Linked DNA regions of Zea mays: region 1 is linked to region 2. A link is a contact called in public Hi-C data. All regions are on one chromosome and are shown on one strand. The core of a region is the stretch at or near the end of the contact, and the rest is flanking DNA. Distances in the headings are between cores, read along the strand shown.

Region 1 (4,030 bases), core at 1,195-3,694, 260 kb after region 2:
TCCTGAGGCCGGACGGTCTGCGGTCCGGACGGTGCGCACTGGTGGTGCGGCCGGTCCGCGCATGCACAGAGTCAGTTAGGGTTCCGAGTTTCTTGCTACAGTTGTTGCCTAGATTCGCGAGATTAACTCGGGAGATTTGTTTGTAACGGGTTTCTATAAATATAGAGGAATACGACCGATTAATCATCGTCAATCAAATTAATAATCAGTTTATCTCTCGTTTTTTACTTTAGGAATTAGGAGTAGTTATAGTTTAGTTCTAGTTTAGACTCTCAATCCCTAAATTATTCGCTTCTCTTCGGCTCTACGTCGATTGGAGGTGTCTAGGGTGGCCTGCCGACCCTAGACAACACCTATGATCTCTCCTCCCTGACGGGGTCCCTCATGGGAGCGAGATTCAGACGCCGTCGTCGAACTCCGCCGCCCCTGCGCACGCGCGGACCGTCCGGCCTATAGGCGCGGGCCGTTCGGCCCGTCAGGCAGGAAACCCGAGCCCTCTGCCGGGTCATGGACCGTCCGACCCCTGGTCGCGGACCGTCCACGCGCGCATGTGTAGAGAGCACCGCTGCCGATTCTCAATGCTGTGATTGACGCCCGAATCGGCGCCAACAATATCTACTACTGCTTATTTGTTGTTGTATATATTATGTGGGTGGAAATATTGGTTAAATTAATCAAGCAGAAAATATAAGAGGGCAGTATTTTTCATGCTTTTTTATCGCTCAATTTATTTCTTGATTATTTCTTGCCGGTAGAAATACTAGCTAAACTAACTAAACAGAAAAAGATGACACTGTTTTCATGCTCCTTAGGGCATATATAACCCTCGTTTAATATGAGGCTCTTGAGTCTTGACAGGTCTCTGGAGTAAATGGAAAAAAACAAGAGACAGACATTTCACGAAGATACCGACTCTATACAACTCTTCATATATGGTAGTGTCTGAGACTGCTCGAGATTCCAACTCCAATGTAGAGTTGTAGTTTATAATTTAAACTAAATAGTTTAAAAATATTTTTTAATCAAAATAATAAACAAAATGACATGTCTAATTGTTTTTTAAAGGTTCACAACTCTAGCTCCACTAACTTTACTAAATTTTATAAGGTTAGAGGAGTCTGAAACATTTTTATATTATGTCTTAACTGTTTTTATGATCTAAAAGTTCAGAATTATATCATACAATTTTGTTATCTACCTCTTATACTTAGAAAACTGTTTAGGTGCCTCTAATGTGCACATGCCGCCAATTTTATTCTGAATGGCTTCAACATTGGCAGTAGATTCCGCCAATTTTATCCTTTTGTAATATATCTTCCTGTATGCTTCTAACTCTGTTGTTTTAAAGTTTTAATAAAATTTCAGTAGAGGCTCGCCCCTCATGTCCTATAAAAAAAATGTGCACATACCCTATCGGCTAACCACTTATTGTTTCGACTTATCGATGCACACACACCAGACACCACCAAACCATATCTCACGTTGATGTGACTTTGCTTTTCATACACGATTGGTGTGGTTGTTTGGTACTGACACTACGTGGAATCAGAACGAAACTTGTCAAGAACTGACCGATACGCTCATACGCCCCCAGAATCAAACGGAACAAGCAAACCATCCGTGTCCATGATTACCCAGACCAAAAGCTGAGCGAAACCCCGGAGGCGGGCGGGGGGAGGGTAATAATCAATGCAACAACCTGCCGACGAGTGTTCACTGATGACGCATGCCGAGAGGAAATCTGCGCGAGATCCGGCCGGGGCGGCGGGGCGCTGGCGCGCTGCGGCGCGGCGTGGCGCTGCACAGCGGTGCCGGTGCGCCACAGAATCGGGCCGGAACAGCGAATCCGGGCGGCTACAGCAGTACGCGGCCACCCCCAATCACCAATCGAAGGTCACCCCCAATCTGCGGCCGCGCGCAGGCGCAGCAGCAGCATCTTCTTTCTCTTCCTTCACACCTCCACCACCGCCGGCTTTCTCCTTGATTTCCCACGTCGCGCAGGAGCCTGAGGCTGAAACCACGGCAGGCCAGCCAGCTAGTAGCAGAGAGAGAGCACCGTCACCGCGCAGCGAGCACACGCGGCCGCCTGCTACAGGCTGTACTGTACTGTTCTGGACCGGCAACTCACCCGGCCACCCCTCACTCCCTTTCCTTTTCAGGAACACCGCCTGCTTGGCACCATCCCTACGCGGGCTACGCCGCCCTCGTCTACTGCCTGCGCCTGGCTGGGCCCCGCCGCGGCCGTTCCGTGTGACGAGGGGAGCATAAACAATGACTGGGCCGGCCGGCCCCGTAGCCATTCCCCCAACTTCCGCTTCCGCTCTCACAGTTTTTATGCTTTGTTTATTCGCGGGGATCATGTGGGTAATCGCGTGGGTCGTGCGCCCGTGCCTGGCTGGGTTTATTTACGCCGACCTGCCAATAGGAGCAAATCCCCTGGCCCTCTCCTTGGCTTTTCCTCTCGCTCTCCTCCTCTCTCGCATCCCACCGCATCACAACCACGACTTCCTCCCGCCGCCGGTTGGCTTCGCTGCTCGTCCACCTCCGCCCGGCCCGTGGGACGAGTGGGGACTGGAGAGGGTCGCCTCTGGGCTTCGCCTCTCGGCGGCCGAGTGTCTGCGTCGTCCACGGAGCTGAGAGCCTGAGACTGAGACTGAGAGCGACCGGCGGCGGGGATGGCGAGGGAGAGGCGGGAGATAAAGAGGATAGAGAGCGCGGCAGCGAGGCAGGTCACGTTCTCCAAGCGCCGCCGCGGCCTCTTCAAGAAGGCCCAGGAGCTCTCCGTGCTGTGCGATGCCGACGTCGCGCTCATAGTCTTCTCCTCCACGGGGAAGCTCTCCCAGTTCGCCAGCTCCAGGTGCGTATACAGTATACACGCTCCCCGCGCCCGTCTACCCCGCATCACTTCCACACACGCGCCGCCGTGTTTCCACAGATCTACCAGCTGTCCTCCCTCCACACGCCTTCCGAGTCGTTGTATCTCATAAGATCCGGCTTGCTAGGGTTCGGGTTCCGGCCGCCGCGTGATACTTCTGCTTCGTCTGGTTTCCTCTCCACCTAGAGACCACGCGGTAGTATTGAACTATTGATCGGTTTTGTATCGAACTTTTTACACGTAAGTGAAGCTTTTGGAATGATGTTCTGGGTTAGGTCTGAGGGCGCGCACGTTGCTGCATCTGAGTGTCCATGAAAATGGTAGTAGTGAGTAGTGGGGATTTTTAATCTGCATTCTACTAACTGTAGTTTCCACATGTGTGCTTGCAGATTATTTTTTATTCCTGTTTTTTTTTCCGATTGGACATCTCCATTGCCCCTGCCAGCACTGTGACACCTGTTATTTGCTGTGCGTATCAGTGTGTAGAGTTAATTGTGTTTGGAAGCGTGCGAGTGCGACCTTGCCAGTTCTGCGCGCGGTTGGGGTAAAAGTCACTTCTGCTGCCAATTGCGTACGACTGTCCTTGTGATTTCATGTGGTGCTGGGTGGCGTTGCAATACCTAGTGATTAAAAGAGGGGTCTCGTGCTTTGTGCGATTCTTTCTTGCTGCAACTAAAGGACTGTTGGTTGGCCTTATAGAACTTTGTATTTCTTGCTAAATTATGTGCTACCTACTGTTGGTTAGTATGCAATTACTGTTGTTTAATCGTATGCAATTACTGTTGTTTAATCTGAAATTGTTTGTGTAGTTAAATCATATGCTACTCTTTACACGTTATATATAGTTGGTCACCGATTCTTTTGGCAATGTTTGCTCAAAGGGAAGCCTTCCCCAGAGTAATAATTTTTACGGCCTTGCCTAGATGTTATGGCCGAATTCTTGTTATACCACTTAATTTCTCCAGATTCTGTTGGCTAAGTCTGTGTCCAGCATATCTTGCATATGACCACACAAAAACCTATTTTTGCAGTATAGACAGCATTGCACTATTTATAGAGTTACCTTTAAAATATAAGGTGGAATAGAAAAGCTGCTGGAGATAGTCTAAGGTAGACTGTGAAGCTATTATTTGCTTTTAGTTTGTATGTACATGA
Region 2 (3,860 bases), core at 119-2,618:
TTCCAGCCAGCTCTTTATTCAACGTTGTTGCTTAAAAGTGCACACCATCATCTATCTAGCATTCCCTTTGGTTCCGTAAAACGAGTTGTTAAGGTTGTCTTACATCGAACTTTTAAACTTTGATTAAAATAATTCTTTTGGATTGAGTTTAAAATTATAAAAGTGATGTAAGTTGATCCATCTCGAAAATAGTTTTATAAAAGTATATAATGACTATAATTTATAAATATTTTATAGCAAAATGTAGTGCTAAACCTGCCGACGTCAAAACGACTTGCTTGAGTACTTTGGGCCTGTTTGGTAGAGCTTCGTTCCACTATTCTCTAGCTCCAAGAGCTGATACTCCTAGAGTGATTTCGAGTGATTATCTAGCAGGAGTGAATCTATTTGATGAAAAACATTTGGCAAACAATATGTGAAGTGATTCTTTAAGAGGTTGGAGAGTGGGAAGCAGATTGAGAGCGGCGGGAAGCAGGTTTTTTTTTGGCTTACACTCTAGTACAAAATGGAGACTAGATTCACTCTGCTTCCACTACGAAGTGTGTCAGTTTTTTATCGTGGCATCGAATTGAAATCCGCAGTAGCTTTAGGTAAGCAAAGCACAAGACAGATCTCTGTTTCTACCTCTTTAGCGGCCCAATGGCACGGCAGCCCATGACGAGCAGATCGGCCTTGCGGTTGGCCGCAATCTCGCAGATTTTCTCCTTGGGGTCCCCGACCACCACCTCCGTCTTCACCTCCACCTTCATCGAGAAACAATCCCAAATCGGTTAGACCGGAAAAGGGGCAAGAATAAAAATTGAAGAACAGGTCGGTCCTCGCTTCCCCCTACATTCTTATCGGAACAAATCTTCAGGGCGTGCTCCAGGATCGCCTGCGTTATGCGCCGCTGGTGCGCCTCGATGGCCTGCGTGAACGCCGGCACCTCCAACCCGCCTGATGAAGGCAAATAACCAGCGTTGATCGACGCCGCCCCAGGAACACCCGTCAAGCCCGGTCCCGGACCAGATGGACAAGAGCCACTGTAACGAGAGAGCACGGGGAGACAGGATTGATTCGCTTACTGGGGCCGCCGAAGGGGATGGGCGCCGGGTTGAGTCCCGCGGCGATGTTGGGCGGCGGCTGGACGTGCAGCACGACGAGCTCGCCGTCGGGGCGCAGGCGGAGGTTGTCGAGCGCCCACTGCAGCGCGTTCATGCTCTCCTCGCTGCCGTCTACAGCCACCACCACGCTCGCCAGGTTGCCGGTCGCCATGGGGAGCTCCTGCTTCGGCTAGGTCTCCGTCGCTCGTTCTCAAGCCTCGTCTGCTCCTAGCTCAGTGAGGGCGGGGTCGAGGTCCGCGATGCGGCGATGGATCGGTCAAGTTGCGTGCTGCACGTGCAGCCTCCAAGATTTTTTCCATTATGATCCTGTTTGGCATAGCTTATGTTTCTTCACAAATTTAAGGAGAAGTTATCCTAAATAGATAGCTTCTTGAGCAGCTTATCAGTTTAGCTGTTTCAGCCAACAAACAGAAGCTGTTTTTCAACAACTTATTAAATAAGCTGTTTTTTCAATAAACAGCAGTTGTGCCAAACAGAGGAAAATATCCTATGCAATCACTTATTCTGGTGCAAGCATGCAATGAAGCGATCTGGTGCATCCGATCTAGATCTAATGGTAACTGTTATTTTACATTTAACCCCTTTCACCTGAAACCTAGTGTCTATTTTACATTTAGGGAACGTATCTGATGCTCAAAGGGGTACGGTGCTCATGTGCACATTTTAAATCTGGTGCATTCATTTCGCATCTAACAGCAGCACCAATTTTATGAAGCACCCCTTCCACCTTCCTCCCCTGGTGGGAAGGGTTCTTCGTAAAATTAGCTGGTGCCGTTAAATACAAGATGGATGCACCAGATTTTAAATGTGCACATGAGCACCGTACCCCTTTGAGCACCAGATACGTTCCCTTACATTTAACCACTTCCATATGAAACCGTTGGATCTAGACTGGATGCTCTGGATAGTTTGATTGCACGCTTGCACCAAAATGAGTGATTGCACAGGATATGTCCTCGCCAAACAGGGCATATAAATAGGGATGGATCCGGATATTTATTCGGATGTCATTTTTTTGGTCTTCTTTCTTCGATTGTGAACAAATAACATATAGAATTTGCTATGTAAATTTATATTCTTATTTTTAGCATTGAGGCTATTAATCTTCACAAAAAATAAACATTAAATTCGTTCTAGATATTTTTAAATAATTGATATAAAATTCGGATGTCTATCCGAATACGGATTCAGATGTTTTTTCACTTTTTTGTTGTAGGGAGAAAATAATATACATAAAAAAATATACAAAAATTTATTTAAATACTTCATAATATTCTTCATAACATTGTCAAAAATTAGTTTTAAATTATATGTATATCTATGCTAAAATATTAGATTTGTGATACAAATCGGATGTTTTAGGAACATCCCTGCATATAAAACACAGCACATTCAGTTTTGTCGAAACGGAGGCCTTAAGCAGGGATTCGACGATATAGAAATACACAGGATGTGTAACAGCTGAAATGGACTTATAATCTTTCTTAGCCATTAAGAAGAACCATTAATCCTCCTCTGTCAGTGTCCGTTCGCTCCCGTCAGTGCTGGTGCCGCCGCCGCCGCTGGAGACCACGGACGAGAGACAGCTGGTCGACGCTCCGCCGGTCGAGCTCAAGCCAGTCAGCTCGGTAGGCAAGCTAGTCGACGGGTACCTCGCGGAGGTCGGGACGGACGCCAACCTCAAGCCCTCCAAGTTCCAAACCATCGCCGCGCTCGTCCCAGACTACGCCCGGGCGATCGACGACGGCCTCTATCGCGCCATTGATATCTACCTCAAGGTAAAAGCAACCGTTCCCCATTGTTCTTCTCCTTGATCAATCTGCCTGCTGCATCGCGTCTTGAACGAATCGATTGAATAATGTCTAGTGTCCACTGACCCCTTGTTGAACTGTACATGACTACATATACAAAGAATCCTTCAGCAATTGGATCCAAAAACATTGCTTTAACTGGCCACTAAAATGTTAAGAACAACAAGTAGATACAGGGCAGAACGCCATAACTTATTAGGTCTGTTTACAGGAGGAAAACTAGGAAGGAGCCCACTTTGAGACCGAGTTGCTCATACAGTTTTGTATCTAGTCTTCTCGCTCACCATCCACGCATTTGCAGCATGGTCTGGGGAAAAAAATATGCGGTTGCAAGGAGTACCGGTAAATCCAGTCGAAGAAAAGAAAGGGGAAATGGTTGTCAATATCACGAGAACGTGGTTGAAGAAGCACAAGCGCGAAGGAGAGCAAGTGTCTGCTCCGCAATAGCGTGTTTCCTGGCTTGCTTCACCCACTCGGTAGCTATCTCCTCTGCTTCAGTTCCATGTAGCCCTAGCTCCAAGGCATCGGCCGCCGAATGAGCTCAAGGCAACGGTAAGGTGACGACGTCACTTCCAGGTGCTTAATGGCTCTTCTCTGCGCTTAAAATAGATTATGAGTCTATTCTAATGGCTACGTGTTCTATATATTTCCACATCGTCGAATCCCCGTAAACGCCTCTATTTCAACGAAACCGAACATATCGTGTTTTATAATGTCAATAATCTCGCAGCCTGCAGCCACCTCCATAGATATATATTGAATATTGTATAAATCTATTAAATATATATAATAGAGGAAAAGTACTAGTCACAGATATCCGTATATTACTAGATTTCAATATATCACAAGATAGACTTTGTTTTATACATCACAGATCTCTAAGGGGTAGGTGAGGAACTGGTGTTATCGAGCTGGAGCATGGTAGAGTTGCTGGAGCAGCTCGCAA

Evidence for each region. A called contact is a pair of places that touch in the nucleus more often than the background predicts.
Region 1: a Hi-C map of ear shows a contact between it and region 2, with 2.1 times the contacts expected there. The contact joins the promoter of LOC542044 here to the promoter of LOC100282520 in region 2. A contact is called at or near these places in 2 of 25 Hi-C or Micro-C datasets (ear and tassel).

What each region holds. Positions count from the first base shown.
Region 1 is chr5:217,885,352-217,889,381 of Zm-B73-REFERENCE-NAM-5.0, forward strand. It overlaps LOC542044 (m26 protein), which reads left to right and starts at 2,445. Exons shown (of 8, transcript NM_001111684.2): 1 at 2,445-2,857. The coding sequence starts at 2,676.
Region 2 is chr5:217,625,061-217,628,920 of Zm-B73-REFERENCE-NAM-5.0, forward strand. It overlaps LOC100282520 (ER6 protein), which reads right to left and starts at 1,369. Exons shown (of 4, transcript NM_001397638.1): 1 at 1,065-1,369; 2 at 833-936; 3 at 625-743. The coding sequence starts at 1,254.